Regions from separate parts of the Macaca mulatta genome. Here region 2 is linked to region 1. A link is a contact called in public Hi-C data. All regions are on one chromosome and are shown on one strand. Each heading gives the region's core, a stretch centred on a gene start, on an enhancer-like site or on the middle of the called end of the contact. The rest is flanking DNA. Distances are from core to core; before and after follow the strand shown. Region 1 holds the start of LOC115945175 (histone H4). Region 2 holds the start of LOC114677671 (histone H3.1-like).

What was found. A called contact is a pair of places that touch in the nucleus more often than the background predicts.
Region 2: a Hi-C map of blood shows a contact between it and region 1, with 8 times the contacts expected there. The contact joins the promoter of LOC114677671 here to the promoter of LOC115945175 in region 1. A contact is called at or near these places in 2 of 14 Hi-C or Micro-C datasets (CD4 T cells and blood).

Annotation. Positions count from the first base shown.
Region 1 is chr4:155,467,944-155,475,027 of T2T-MMU8v2.0, reverse strand. LOC115945175 (histone H4) reads right to left here and starts at 3,981. Exons shown (of 1, transcript NM_001374545.1): 1 at 3,589-3,981. The coding sequence starts at 3,953. The coding sequence ends at 3,642.
Region 2 is chr4:157,061,910-157,069,374 of T2T-MMU8v2.0, reverse strand. It overlaps LOC114677671 (histone H3.1-like), which reads left to right and starts at 5,578. Exons shown (of 1, transcript NM_001374546.1): 1 at 5,578-6,020. The coding sequence starts at 5,600. The coding sequence ends at 6,010.

The DNA of each region.
Region 1 (7,084 bases), core at 2,732-5,231:
TGCCGAGTAGCTGGGATTACAGGTATGCGCCACCACACCCAGCTAATTTTTGTGTTTTTAGTAGAGATGGTGTTTCACCATGTTGGCTAGGATGGTCTCTATCTCCTGACCTCGTGATCCGCCCGCCTCGGCCTCCTAACGTGCGGCCTCTTAAGGGATTTTAAGAGAATTTTTTACTTTTCTCCACTTTCATTAACGTATGACAAATTACAACATGTACAATCTGATCTGACATACATTCATTGTGGAATGATTACATCGAGCTTAACATCCATCTCACTTTCTGGTGAGAACATTTAAAGCTTACTATCAGCAATTTTCAAGTATAAAGTACATTAACTATTGTCACCATGCTTTAAAATAGATCTCCAGAATTTATATCTCTTGAGTCCCATTATGCCTCCATCCTCATTCTCTGGCAGGGACCATTTTACTGAGTTCAACATTTTTAGACTCCTCATGTAAGTGATATCATGCTGTTTTTGTTTTTCTGTGCCTGGTTTGTTTTACTTAGCATAATGTTGTAAGAAATGACAAGATTCATTTTTTTAAGGCTGAGGTAGTATTCCATTGTATATATGCCCCATTTTCTGTATCCATTCATCTGGCATTGGATACTTGATTTATTGAAAGAGCTTTATAAGTTTAAATTCATAAATGAAATCCAGTGAGTAAAGTTTTTTTTTTTTTTTTTTTTTTTTTTGGTGAGGTTCAGTCACTCGTTATGATCATGAAAATGATGGATGTGTAATTGGTGATATCAAAAGATCTGGAAGGACAATAATAGTGGCATTGATTCAGTTAAAGCAAAAGTACAAAACTTTGTAGTCCAAGTAATTACCATAGGGGAATTTAAATTATACTTTTTTTTTAACTTGAAGTTTTGTTAAGGGAAAAATATTGTATTTTACATGAAAAACAGTTTTAAATCCCAAAAATTTGTCAGATCTGGAATTGCTACATGGGCCTAAATAAATTTTTTGGATATAAATGATAATGTTTCTCTTTAAGATGTAAAAAATAATATATATATTTTAACTATGTATATCTGTGTGTGTGTGTATGTATATATATATATATTTTTTTGAGACAGAGCGTTACTCTGTCACCCAGGCTGGAGAGCAATGGCAGGATCTCCGCTCATTGCAACCTCTGCCTCCTGGGTTCAAGCGGTTCTGGTGCCTCAGTCTCCGGAGTAGCTGAGATTATACATGCAAGCCACCATGCCCAGCTAATTTTTGTGTATTTTTAGTAGAGAAGGGGTCTCAGGATGTTGTTCAGGCTGGTCTCGAACTCCTGGTCTTAAGCAATCTGACTGTCTCATCCTCCCAAAGTGTTAGGATTATAGGCATGAGCCATCGCGCTGGGCCAAAAATACATTTTTAAAGTTAAGACGTAAACGTTTTATAACTTTACACCACCAAAGCGATGTGACATGGTGAAAAATTTAAGCACAGTCATAAGAAGCAGATTATTTGCAATCAAATCTGTAACAATCATATTCTAGTCGTGGGATCTTGGGGTGAGGTGCATATGCTCTCTAAGCCTCTGTATTTTTGTAAACAATTATGTGATGATGATAAAAATAGTTCCTAGCTCTAAGGGTTGTTGTAAGGATTAAATAAGTTGGGCCAGGTGGCTCATGCCTGTAATCTTCACTTTTAAGGAGGTAGATGTGGGAGGACAGCTTGAGCCCAGGAGTTGGAGACCTGCCTAAGCCATGTAGTGAAACCCTGTTTACCACAAAAAGTTTAAAAAAAAAAAAAAAAAAGACAAAGAATAAGTGTAAATGAATTGGTAAATAAAAAGCACTTAGGACACTGACAATAGTATGTTTAGTGTGAAACACTTAGCATTACTTATTTATGCCAGGCCCATAACCCGTAATTGCATCTGACCATCATCCCTGGGTAAGAGCAATCTTTTTTTGTGTGTGTGTGACACTCTTGTCACCCAGTCTGGAGGGCAGAGGCGTGATCTCGGTTTACTGGAACCTCTGAGTCCCAGGTTTAAGCGATTCTCAGCCTCAGCCTCTCGCGTAGCTGGGATTACAAGCGTGTGCCACCACGCCTGGCTAATTTTTTGTATTTTTAGTAGAGATGGGGTTTCACCATGTAGGCCAGAATGGTCTCCAACTCCTGGCCTAAATCTATCTGCCAGCCTTGGCCTCCAAAATTGCTGGGATTACAGGCATGACACCAGGCCCAGACAGCAACATTTTCTAACAGCCACATTTTAGTATTCTAGATTCAGCCAGCAATTGTGTAATCAAATCTTTGTCTATTATGAAGCCATAGGAAAGACCTGTGTCAAGGGCATTTTTTCACACAGTTTTTGCCAGTGGAGACATCTTCATTATTCCTATAGTATCCTATCTTTTTAAAGTTTGTACTCATACTTTGTGTGGTAAATGAAAGGCAAGATCCTTCCCTATCCTTATGAGGATGACTACAGCATGACTGGATAGGCTTGCTATGATTTTTATCTTTCCCTGTGTTCTCACTACCGTTTTATTAATCTCAGTTCTTTTTTACAGGGTAGCACAGAATTTAGCAGAAAGAGATCCAGCCATGTAGACCAGAGATTTGTCTAAGTGACAGCATGTAAGAATCAGGAAGGAAAATTTTCTGTTTAAATACTAACAGTTTCTTTCCTTAATGCAATTATTATTTTTTAAATCTAACCTACAAGGTGATGGTGTCCTTAAACCAATTAAATCAGAATCTCGGGTTGGATAACCTCAAATATGACTTATTAGCACTTCCCATTAATCACTGCTCCTTCAGGCCTTTAAATTTACTTAGGAATCTCACTTTTAATACCATCTTATCAACTTCAATTGTAAAGAGAACACTCAAAGGCTGAGGAATTCTCAGCGGTAAAGCTCTGACCCACGTTCAGTAACAAAGGGTAAGTTAGTCTTTGTTGTGATCATTCTTTGTTGTACTGAGTAGCTACATATTTCTACTCAAGGATTCAAATTCTCACTTTTCTCAAGAATTGGGCCAAAACCGATAAACTAAACTTATTTACGGTTCACGGATTAAAGGTTGTTGCATAAGAAGGTCTTGTGTTCAGCAGTTGGATTTACAGTGCCAGAAACATGTAACAACTGCTTGACTTTCTTCCCCAGCTATACTTCGAAAATTGGCACTTAAATATAACTAACTTTAAAACCTCAACAAGAGTATCGTGGCCATGTGTGATGGCTCACTCCTGTAATGCCAACACTAGGTATAGGCGAGACAGTTATTTTGAGGCCAGGATATTGAAATTAGCCTGGGAAACATACGCAGACCTGGTCTTTGGAAAAACAGCGTTGCGTGGTGGCGCGCGCGAGGTTACAGCTAATCGGGAGGCTACAGTGAGCCATGACACTGCACTACGGTCTGCGCGACACCCCATGTCAGTAAGCCCTGGAACACCTGAAAGAAGCTGTGTTAGAGTATTGTATTTACTGGTACTGGAAAGCGATTAGTGACTGATACCTACTTACAGCGACTAGGGAGGGACGCATGCTCCGATAGGGCAAACTCAGCAGGTGCGAACAGTAAAGAGAATCTGGGCAAACAAGCATCACGGCTCCTCAACTGAGAAAGTGGGGGCCCTGAAAAGGGCCTTTTCTTGGTAGACTAGGACGCTTAACCGCCGAAACCGTAGAGGGTGCGACCCTGGCGCTTCAGCGCGTAAACCACATCCATGGCGGTGACCGTCTTGCGCTTGGCGTGCTCCGTGTAGGTCACAGCGTCCCGGATCACGTTCTCCAGGAAGACTTTCAGCACCCCACGGGTCTCCTCGTAGATGAGGCCAGAGATGCGCTTCACGCCGCCGCGGCGAGCAAGGCGCCGGATGGCCGGCTTGGTGATGCCCTGGATGTTGTCACGCAGCACCTTGCGGTGGCGCTTAGCGCCGCCTTTGCCAAGACCCTTCCCGCCTTTGCCGCGGCCAGACATGATGAGCAAGACGAATCGTACACAACGCCTTGTGAGGATTCTGGCCTGAGGCAGGGCCTTTATAAGACAGTTGGCGGACCGAACTGAGAACCTGAAAGAAGTCGGCGGGAAGTCCCGCCCCGGTGGGGGAGGGGAAATCGAAAGGGCCAAACCGAAATAGGGAAAAAAGGCGAGCTTCTTGTTTCCGTGTTCTGAATTTTGTAATGTGCAAACTATTTTGTTACCACGTTATAAGGCTTTAAAAAATTGCTTTTGAACGCAGAAGATACACATCAATACTGTGGGGAATACAAGAAACGACAAGAAATTAAGAAAGTACAACCTGTTATCCCATCACACAGAGATCACTAGTGCTAGTTTATAACGTATTTTGCAAAGCAGTTGCATATATTTTTCCAAGAAAATGTATACAGTGTTGTATATGGCGTTTTGTAACCTCCTTATATTGATTACAGTTTAATCAATTTCCATTAAAGAGATAAAATAGTGTCTTTCTTAGGAATTATCAATACAGTTTTAATCAGTTCCCCAGCAATTTTTTAATCCGCTGTATTTTAAGAATAATGTTTTCAACATTCAAAATAAATTTATTTTTTCTCTATGCTTGGGACCAATATTGAAATTTGTATGATTTATTACACCAAACTTTAAATTTTTATTACATTAATATTTAAAACTGAATTAGAGGTCTCATGATTTGGTACTGCTGGTCTCCTCATTATTTCCTTTCCAAATTTCCTAATCTGTTTCACCAAGGTTTCTTGGCAACTTTGGAGACCTTTTGTGAAGTTTGAATAAAAATCTCTTTGAGATTTTGATAATAATTGCGTTAGCGTTAAGACTTATTTGGAATAGAATTAATATCCTTAAAACAAGTTCTTATAAGTAGAAAATTGGTGTTTGTAGGTTTTGTGTGTGGGGCGGGCGCTTTTTTTGGGAGGGGGATGGAGTCTGGCTCTGTCGTCAGGCTGGAGAGGAGTGGCGCGATCTAGGTTCACTGCAACCTCCGTCTCCCAGATTCAAGCAATTCTCATGCCTCGACCTCCCGAGTAGCGCGGCACAGGCATGCGCCACCACGCCCAGCTAATTTTTGTGTATTTTTAGTAGAGACCAGGTTTCACCATGTTGGACAGGATGGTCTTGATCTCTTGACATCGTGATCCGACCGCCTCAGCCTCAGAAAGTGTTGGGATTACAGGCGTGAGCCACCGCGCTTGGACGCTTGTAGGTTTTAAAAAAGACACTTTTACATGACCCAACTAAAGATTTGTTATCAACCATTATGGAACAACTTTGTTTCCGTATATTTAATTTTCTTTCTTAGTAAATACAGGGTTATACTCTGAAATTTTTATTTTTTTTGTAACAGAGTCTTGTCCTTTCACTCAGGCTGGAGTGCAATGGCCCAATCTCAGCTCACTGCAACCTCCACCTCCAGGGTTCAAGTGATTCTCCCACCTTAGTCTCCCGAGTAGCTGGGATTACAGGCACTCACCACCACGCCCAGCTAATTTTTTTGTATATTTGTGGAGACAGGGTTTCACCATGTTGGTCAGGCTAGTCTCTAACTCCTGATCTCGTGATCCACATACCTTGGCCTCCCAAAGTGCTGGGATTACAGGTGTGAGGTCACTGCGCCCGGCCACTCTGAAATTATTTTAACACCTTTGAAAATTATAAAACTCCTATAACTATTCTAATATAATCTCTTAGTATTCAATTCTTTGTTTACAAAGTAGTTAAGAGCTGAAACTCTGGAATTAGAAAACTTTGGTTTTAGATTAAATGTTTACCTATCAGACTCAAGCTGACTTGTTACCGATCAGACACGAAGTGACTTGTTTATTCTCTTTAAATCTTTGCTCATCTACAAAGTTAGATCAGCATAGTGATGGTACTGTTGGGGTGCAGAATGATTCCCCAAAATGTGGTTCTTGGGCATGCTGAGTGCTTTTGAACACTGAAAGGCCTCAGAAATAAGCTTCAGAATCAAAGCCCCTCTAACCTCGTCTTGTTTCTCTTTCCTATACATGCGAAGGAACTCTGACATTTCCTAATCGGACCAAGAAAATTTCTTAACAAAAGAAACAGAATTGCCTTCTATCCCCTCCCTAGTTATTTCATTATTGCAGAAAAGAAGACTGGATATGGATTTTTCAAGATAATGCCTTCCTCTCTGTCTCATTTAAATTACCAAGACGTACTAGATGCCATGGCTCCTCCCCATAATCCCAGCACTGTAGGAGGTCAAGGCAGGTGGATCCCTTGAGCTCAGGAGTTCGAAACCAGCCTGGCCAACATGGTGAATCCCCCGTCTCTACAAAATTTACAAAAAATTAGCCAGGTGGTGGCGCATGCCTGTAATCCCAGCTACTTGGGAGGCTGAGGCAGGAGAATCACTCAAACCTGGAAGGCGGAGGTTGCAGTGAGCCAAGATTGCACCATTGCACTCCAGCCTGAGTAACAAGAGTGAAACTCCGTCTAAAAAAAAAAAAAATTAGCCAGGTGTACTGGTGCACACCTGTGTTCGCAGCTACTAAGGAGGCTGAGGTAGGAGGATCACTTGAATCCCAGAGGTAGAGGTTGCAGTGAGTGGAGACTGTGCCACTGCACTCCAGCCTGGGTGATGGAGTAAGACTCCATCTCAAAATAAATACATAAATTACGAAGACAATTATTTACAAGCTAATTTATTTCTGTGGTCCATTTATTCTCTATAACAATCTTTTATTGCCCCTCAAAGGAATTGTCTACTTTTCCCATCTCCTCCTTCCCCTATGAAAAAAGTTACATAACCTGTACCCCTTTGGGGACTGGGGTAATCACTTTGTAATTCTCCCTCGTGCACATTATTAAATTTCTCCCATTATCCTGCCTTTTGTCAGTTGGTTATCTGTGAAACTTCCCTTAGCCCCTACAGTATTTACCTCTTTGAGCTACTATAAGAATTAATAGAGGCCAGGCTCAGTGACCTGCCTGTAGTCCCAGCTACTCTGGAGGCTGATGTGGGAGGATTGCATGAGTCCAGGAGTGGGATGATTGTGCAAGCTCAGGAGTCACAGATTAGCCTGGGCAACATCACAAGACCTTCATCTAAAAAAAAAAATTAATTAAAAAAAAAAAGGAGATAA
Region 2 (7,465 bases), core at 4,329-6,828, 1.6 Mb before region 1:
TTGACAGAGAAAGACTCAGTCTCAAAAAAAAAAAAAAAAAAAGATTAGCAAGAGAAAAGCATACAAATGTATTTAATATAACTTTTATGTTACATGCGACCCTTCAGAAATGAAAACTCGATGGAAGCAGGAAACCTGTGTATTTTTATGGTAAGTTTAGTGAAATGCATAGTTGTGGATTAATACGATTGACAGTAGGCATATGATCTAATGGTAATAAACTGAGGGGACATAGGAAGGCTTGTTTGTTAATTATCTATTAACGATCAGCAGACTATCAACAGAGACAGCAAAACATCCTAGTTTTGAGTTAGAAGACCTAGGTTTTTGTATTGGCTTGTCAGTTATGGGTATTGTTTTAGATAAAACATCAAGTATTCTTGATTTCTTATTTTAAAAAAAAAGGAAGGAAAGAAAGAAGGAAAAAGGAGAAGAAAAGTGTCAGAGTCATTTGAACCAAAGTGACTCCATTTTGAGTGTGGACTAGGAAAATGAGGCTGAGACTTGCTGGGCTGCATTCCCAGAAAGTCAATCATTCCTAGCTTCTAGATGTTTATGGTTAAGGGAACAAATAAATAATGTTTACTAAACAGACTCAGACCTGGGAGTGTCCAGATATCCCTAAATCTGGAGAACAAAGGCATTCCTAATTTTGTTTAAAGATAATAATGTCTATTCTCGCAAAATATAGTAACTAAAAAAATCAATCCTTTATCACAAACCCGTGTAGCAGAGCACATCTCCCCATATATACAAGCATTGTACCTACAGGGTGGATGCCTTCCTCCTCTTACTTTCCGGAATGTCCTGCTCTGTCTATGGAGTAGCTGTCCTTTCACCACTTTACTTTCTTAGTAAACTTGCATTTACTTTGCACTGCGGACTCACCCTGAAGTCTTTCTTGCGCGGGATCCAAGAACCCTCTCTTGGGGTCTGGATGGGGACCTCTTTCCTGTAACATATTTCTGGCCACCACAGAAGGGACTATAATACAGAAACCCTGACCCTACAGCTACCTTTGGATAAGTGTTGGAGTTCTGTAACAAAGGAAGAAAGCAGGCAGGCAAAAAATTTATGAAAGAACATATGACAAAATAATATCTGCTTCAAAACTTAATATTTTTAAATTTTTTTTTTAATGAGTCAGGCTGTTTTTTTGGGGGGTGTGTGTCTCATTCTGTCACTCAGGTTGTCACGGCGCGATCTTGGCTTGCTGCAACCTCTACCTCCCAGGCTCAAGTAATCCTCCCACCTCAGCCTCTCTAGTAACTGGAACTATAGGCATATGCCACAACGCCCAGCTAATTTTTTGTAGAGACTGGATTTCGCCATGTTGCCCAGGCTGGTCTCGAATTGTGAGCTCAAGTGGTCTGCCTGACTAAGTCTCCCAAAGTGCTGAGATTACAGGCATGATGCACCTGGCCCAAAAGTTCATTTTGCAAATGCTTATATTAGCAGGTCTCACTTCTCCGGGGAAAGATCCTAAATATCAGTTTCTTAAACTGCAGCCTCAATTGCTTAGTAATGTTTTGGGGGAGGTGGTCGTTTTATAATTTTAAAAAATATTATAGATTTTTTAAAACACAAGCGTCTCTTTCACAACGGTAGTTTGCATATACAGTACTAGGATGGGAAGTGCTTCACTTACAGTTGTTCACTGACATTTTGTGTGGCATCCAGATTTTTTTTTTATTTTTGAGACAGGGTCTGTCCTCACCCAGGCTGGAGTGCAGTGGTGTCATCACAGCTTACTGCAACCTCCACCTTCCAGGCTCAAATGATCCTCCCACTTCAACCTCCCCAGTAGTTGGGACTACAGAAATGTGCCACCAGGCCTGGTTAATTTTTAAATTTTTGGTGGAGACAGACTCACTAAGTTGCCCAGACTGGTCTTGAGCTCCTAGGCTCAAGTGATCCTCCCACCTTGGCCTCCCAAAGTGCTGGTCTTACAGGCGTGAGCTGCACCACACCCGGCCCAGAACCTCTTTTAAAAGATTCTTAAAAATTAAATCTGGGCCGGGCGCGGTGACTCATTCCTACGATCTCAGCACTTTGGGAGGCCAAGGCGGGAGGATCACTTGAGCCCAGGAGTTCACTTGACCAGCCTGGGCAAGATAGTAAGACCCTTTGCCTCCACAAAAAATTAAAAAATTAACTGGGTGTGGTGGCGCATTTCTGTAGTCCCAGGTACTCAAGGGGCTGAAGTTAGAGGATAGCTTGAGCTGGAGAAGTCGAGGCTGCAGTGAGCTATGATGGCACCTGGCCAACAGAGCAAGACCATTTCTCAAAACAGAAACAATAACTGTTTGAGAAACTTTATTTCTTCATCCGAAGACACTGCTGAATGTCACCTACATATAATGCCCATAAGTTCACTTAAAATACTCCCCTCCGATTCCCCCATCCCCTCCTACTTAGTGTGCAATCAACAGGTTCTTTTCTTCTTCCATTTCTTCCCCCAGCCCCAGACCAAGAATTGGCCCATTAAGTCCTCCTCAACTAGTACCCTTCCTGCCTTTTTCTAGCTATATTGTTTTTGGCGTCCCGGATTTCTTGAAAAATGCTTCCCTCTCCAAGTGGGGCCTTCCTAGTATCTTTGCAGTAGGGCCAGTTGGGGAAAGGCACAAAATTCAAACCCTTTTGTATCTCGCAGAGCTGGAAATCCGAAGGTTAAGTGGCCTAGGAAATGGGAATCTGGATTTCTGGGATGCATGAAATATGTAAACTACATAGCTGTTGTCATTGATAAACAATTATAACGCAAAACTACTGCGATTTCATTTTGTGGAACGGGAAATATTCCCTACAAAGGCGCCCGGGAAATCAGACTTCGCTTACTGTTTCCTCAATACTGGAGGAAATCTTTCCTTCTTACTGGAGGTAAGAATTTACAGCATAGGCAAACTGCAGGAGCAAATATCCCTACACGCCCTTTTGTCGCTTAGACTTTTCTGCTCCCCTCCCCCTCATCTCAAGCGGTTAACGGCTAATGACCCCCATAGAAACACTGTACCCTGAATTGCATTACTTGTTTCATTATCCAGAAAGGAAAGTTTCCTGTGCTAGACCAGGGAGGGAGTAGTGACCATATCAAATGAATTACAACTAGTACCCGAAGGCTTACCCAGGGGGAACAAAGAAGTTTGCTAAAGGCAGATGAGAAAGAGCGCCAGCAACTCCCTAACGTTTGTATTTTTAATAGAGACCATGTTGGCCGGGCTAGTCTCGAACTCCTGACGTCAAGTGATCCGCCCGCCTCGGCCTCCCAAAATGCTGGGATTAAAGGCGACAGCCACGGCGCGCTGCCCCAAGTTAACCTTGGCTCTAAAAGTTGCCTTCGCTAACATTCTAGTTGATCCTCTAGAACTGAAGCAGAACAGAGGCAGCACCACCTTAAGAAATTGTGGTTATAGCTCTCTTTGCGACAAAGTAGGTGGCTCTGAAAAGAGCCTTTGGGTTTGGAGGTGCTTACATAAGCACTTACTTGGAGCTAGTGTACTTGGTAACAGCCTTGGTGCCCTCGGACACAGCATGCTTAGCCAGTTCCCCGGGCAGCAGCAGGCGCACAGCCGTCTGGATCTCCCTGGAGGTGATGGTCGAGCGCTTGTTGTAGTGCGCCAGGCGGGAAGCTTCGCCCGCGATGCGCTCGAAGATGTCATTGACAAAGGAGTTCATGATCCCCATGGCCTTGGAGGAGATGCCGGTGTCGGGGTGGACCTGCTTCAGAACCTTGTACACATAGATGGAATAGCTCTCCTTTCGGCTGCGCTTACGCTTCTTACCATCCTTCTTCTGCGCCTTAGTGATGGCCTTCTTAGAGCCCTTTTTAGGGGCAGGAGCAGACTTAGAGGGTTCAGGCATCGCTATTCCTAAAACAAAACAAAAAAGCTACTAACACTCTCCAGCAGAGTAGTAGAGAGAACAGCTCAGAGCCCACGTATTTATAGTCCTGAGATTCAAATGACGGTTTAAGATTCCTCACTTCTGATTGGATAAAAGAAATACAGTTTCACTGAGGGGTGGGGTTTATGCAAATATGGAATTTATGGACTCTTTTTCTATTGGATAAAGCAGGAAACATAGTTGACCAATAGGATAACTCTCTATTGCAGCCTTGCAGTTTGTATAAAAGTATTTCTTCAGGCGCCATTCCATCTTGCTTGTTTTTTACAGTTTTCAGAGGTCGCTGTGTTTGGACGTGGAAAACGGAAGTAAAGCACAAAGTTGTTCATCGGTACCAGCCTTGCAGTTTCTAGTAGCGCAGGGTCCATCGTCTTTTTCGAAAGGGCAATTATTCTGAGCCTGTCGAAGCCGGCGCGCCGCTGTACTTAGAATACCTGGCCGCCGATATCCTGGAGCTGACACGCAGCGCCATACGTGACAAGACCCATAGCATCCCCCGCCACCTGCAGCTGGCCTTCCGCAACGACGAGCAGCTCAACAAGCTGCTGGGCAAAGTCACTATTACTCAGGGAGGCGTCCTGGCCAATATTCAGGCCGTCCTGTTGCAAAAATAACCGAGAACCACGATAAGGCCAAAAGCAAGTAAAGCCCACTCAAACCAGAAAACGTACCTTAAACTTGCTACGGCATTTTTCAGAACCGTCCATTGTTTCACAAGAAAGGATGGTAACTTGCTTGTGTTTCGGGTACCTTTTGGTTTTGGTTTGGATTGGTTTGAGACAGAGTTTCGCTCTGTCACCCAAGCTGGAATGCCGCCGCGCGATATCGGCTCACTGCAACCTCCACCCCGCGGCTTCACCAGGTTCTCATGCCTCAGCCTCCTTTGTACCTGGGATTACAGGCGTCTGCTACCACGCCTAGCCAATTTTTGTATTTTTATTCGAGACGGGGTTTTCACCATTTTAGCTAGGGTTGTCTTGAACTCCTGGCCTCAAGTGATCCTCCCATCTTGCCCTCCCAAAATGCTGGGATTACAGGCGTGAGCCACGGCCCCCCTAGCCTAATGGTGTTTAAAAATTAAATTTCGAGGAAATATCTTCCTTAAGAAACTACATTTTAGAGTATACAAAGTGAAACTAAAGCCAACCAAAATAAGACAGTTTGAGAACAGTCAGGGTGGGAATGTGACTTGGACTTAGAAAACGAAGGATAAGGAAACTGGCTGTTGACCAGTAACAAAATAGCATGGAATTCTCATTCTCTGAATGTAAGTAGTTTCCGACATGAGGCAGTCAACGTTTCTGGTGGTTTAGTGAGTGTTCACCAGCATTGATAACTTTCAAGACTGTCAGGAATGCAGAATTTCAAGTCCCACGCAAACTTACTGAATCGGAATTTACATTAAAAAAATCCGTAGATGCTTTGTTATGTACCTTGTTCTTTGGGACTGGATGAACTAGAATTTTAGACAATTTATCCCTGCAGATAACAAACAAAAAGGACATGATGGGCGGTGGGGCGATTCATCCAATAAGATTGCCTAGTAATGAACCAATCAGGCTGGTCACTCTTCAGCCAATGGTTTTATCGCGCGGGACTTTTGAAATATTACAGAACCAATCAGAATGTTTCTAACTATATTTAAAGACCGGTTGCTCTCAGTTCAGTACGCTTTTGTGTGTGGGGGTCATTGCAGATGGCTCGTACAAAGCAAACAGCTCGCAAGTCCACCGGCGGCAAAGCGCCGCGGAAGCAGCTTGCTACTAAAGCGGCGCGTAAGAGCGCTCCGGCCACAGGTGGGGTGAAGAAGCCTCACCGCTACCGGCCCGGTACCGTGGCTTTGCGCGAAATTCGCCGCTACCAGAAGTCCACCGAACTGCTGATCCGGAAGCTGCCGTTCCAGCGCCTGGTGCGAGAAATCGCGCAGGACTTCAAAACCGACCTGCGCTTCCAGAGCTCTGCGGTGATGGCGCTGCAGGAGGCTTGCGAGGCCTACCTGGTGGGGCTCTTCGAAGACACTAATCTGTGCGCTATTCACGCCAAACGCGTCACCATCATGCCCAAAGACATACAACTGGCACGTCGCATCCGTGGGGAAAGGGCATAAGTCTGCTTATTGCTTCCTAATTGAAAAGGCTCTTTTCAGAGCCACTTACAATTTCACTTAAAAACAGTTGTAACCAATTCGGTAGTTCCCAGGAGATGTAGAGGATTTTAAAGATAAGTACACACGCTTTGAATAACTGCAGACGAGTACATCAGGCCTTTTCTTTTGGGGCGGTTTTACTGCAAGAAAGCCAGTTGAGTGACTTTTTTGCCCTTGTTAAATCCTAGGGATCTTGTCTTTTTAACATGTATATGTGTATACTTAACATTTCGAAACAGGCTTCTGGTGAAACTTCTTTTAATCCACCTGCCAATTTTAGGTCCGATGGCATTTTTATTAAAGCTATCGTAAGGACAATGTGCGTATAGTTACCCAAAGTTCACAAAATCATTAATACCCCAAAAATCAGTATTGGTATTGGGCTATTGGAACTGGAGTCAGAGCTCAGGTGGAAAAAACTGGCCTCAGTACACACAGCCAGAAGTCCACTAAATTTATGCAACAAATACATATGACTTGCATATGATCATCTAAAGATTATGCAGTCATCCTTAAAATCCAGGAGATTTGAGAAGGGTAGCAACTGCAAAGCTCTTTTACCCATGTCCTCTTTTAATAAATATTTAATGTAAAATTAAAAATGCAAATGTACTGCAAACTGTAAATATTAATTTATAATGGGAAAATAAAATCAAACTCCAATTTTATAAAAGCTGACAAAACAATAGCCATCACAAAATTTAGAAAATAGCAAATTGTATTAATTTCTGAATATGACACAACGATGTATATTTTCGTATAGTTTTGACTGAATACTCTCCATCTTCAGATTGAAATTATTTTGTAATATCGTCTATAGGTAATGGAAATAGAATCCAATCTTTCTTCCAGGGTGGCTATTGATAATATGTTTTCTTGATAACTTAGAAGAGTTTCAGTTTCAAAACACATTGTTGGTAATGTCAAGTAAGTTTTTAGGATTGTTTTCAAATTTGGAAAATCCTCTGTCAAGTTCCTTTCACATGTAAGTTGTAAACTTCGTAAGAATTCTTTCCAGACTAGCTTCTGGCTCTATACATTTCTACTCTCCACTAGACACTCACTCAGTGCTGGGAAGGTGTTTTGAATACTTAGATGCCATAACATTTTATCTAGACCTGTATCTTGCCAGGAATTTAGGTGAGTTATTCCAGTGAGCCATTCTTACATCAGATTGGCTGGCAACAAATGAACTACACATGAACACATATGCAAATCACGTAACTTATTATCCCCATACTAGATACATCTTCAACTAAACTTTCTCTTACTCAAATTCCAAATATTTTCATCAGGATTCCAACATAATCAGACAATGATGAATTTTAATAAAAAGGAAGATTGAGTGGAAATAACAGTCTTAACCTTCTGTGATTAAAATACCTTAATACTGCAAATTTTAAAAAGAGAGAGACA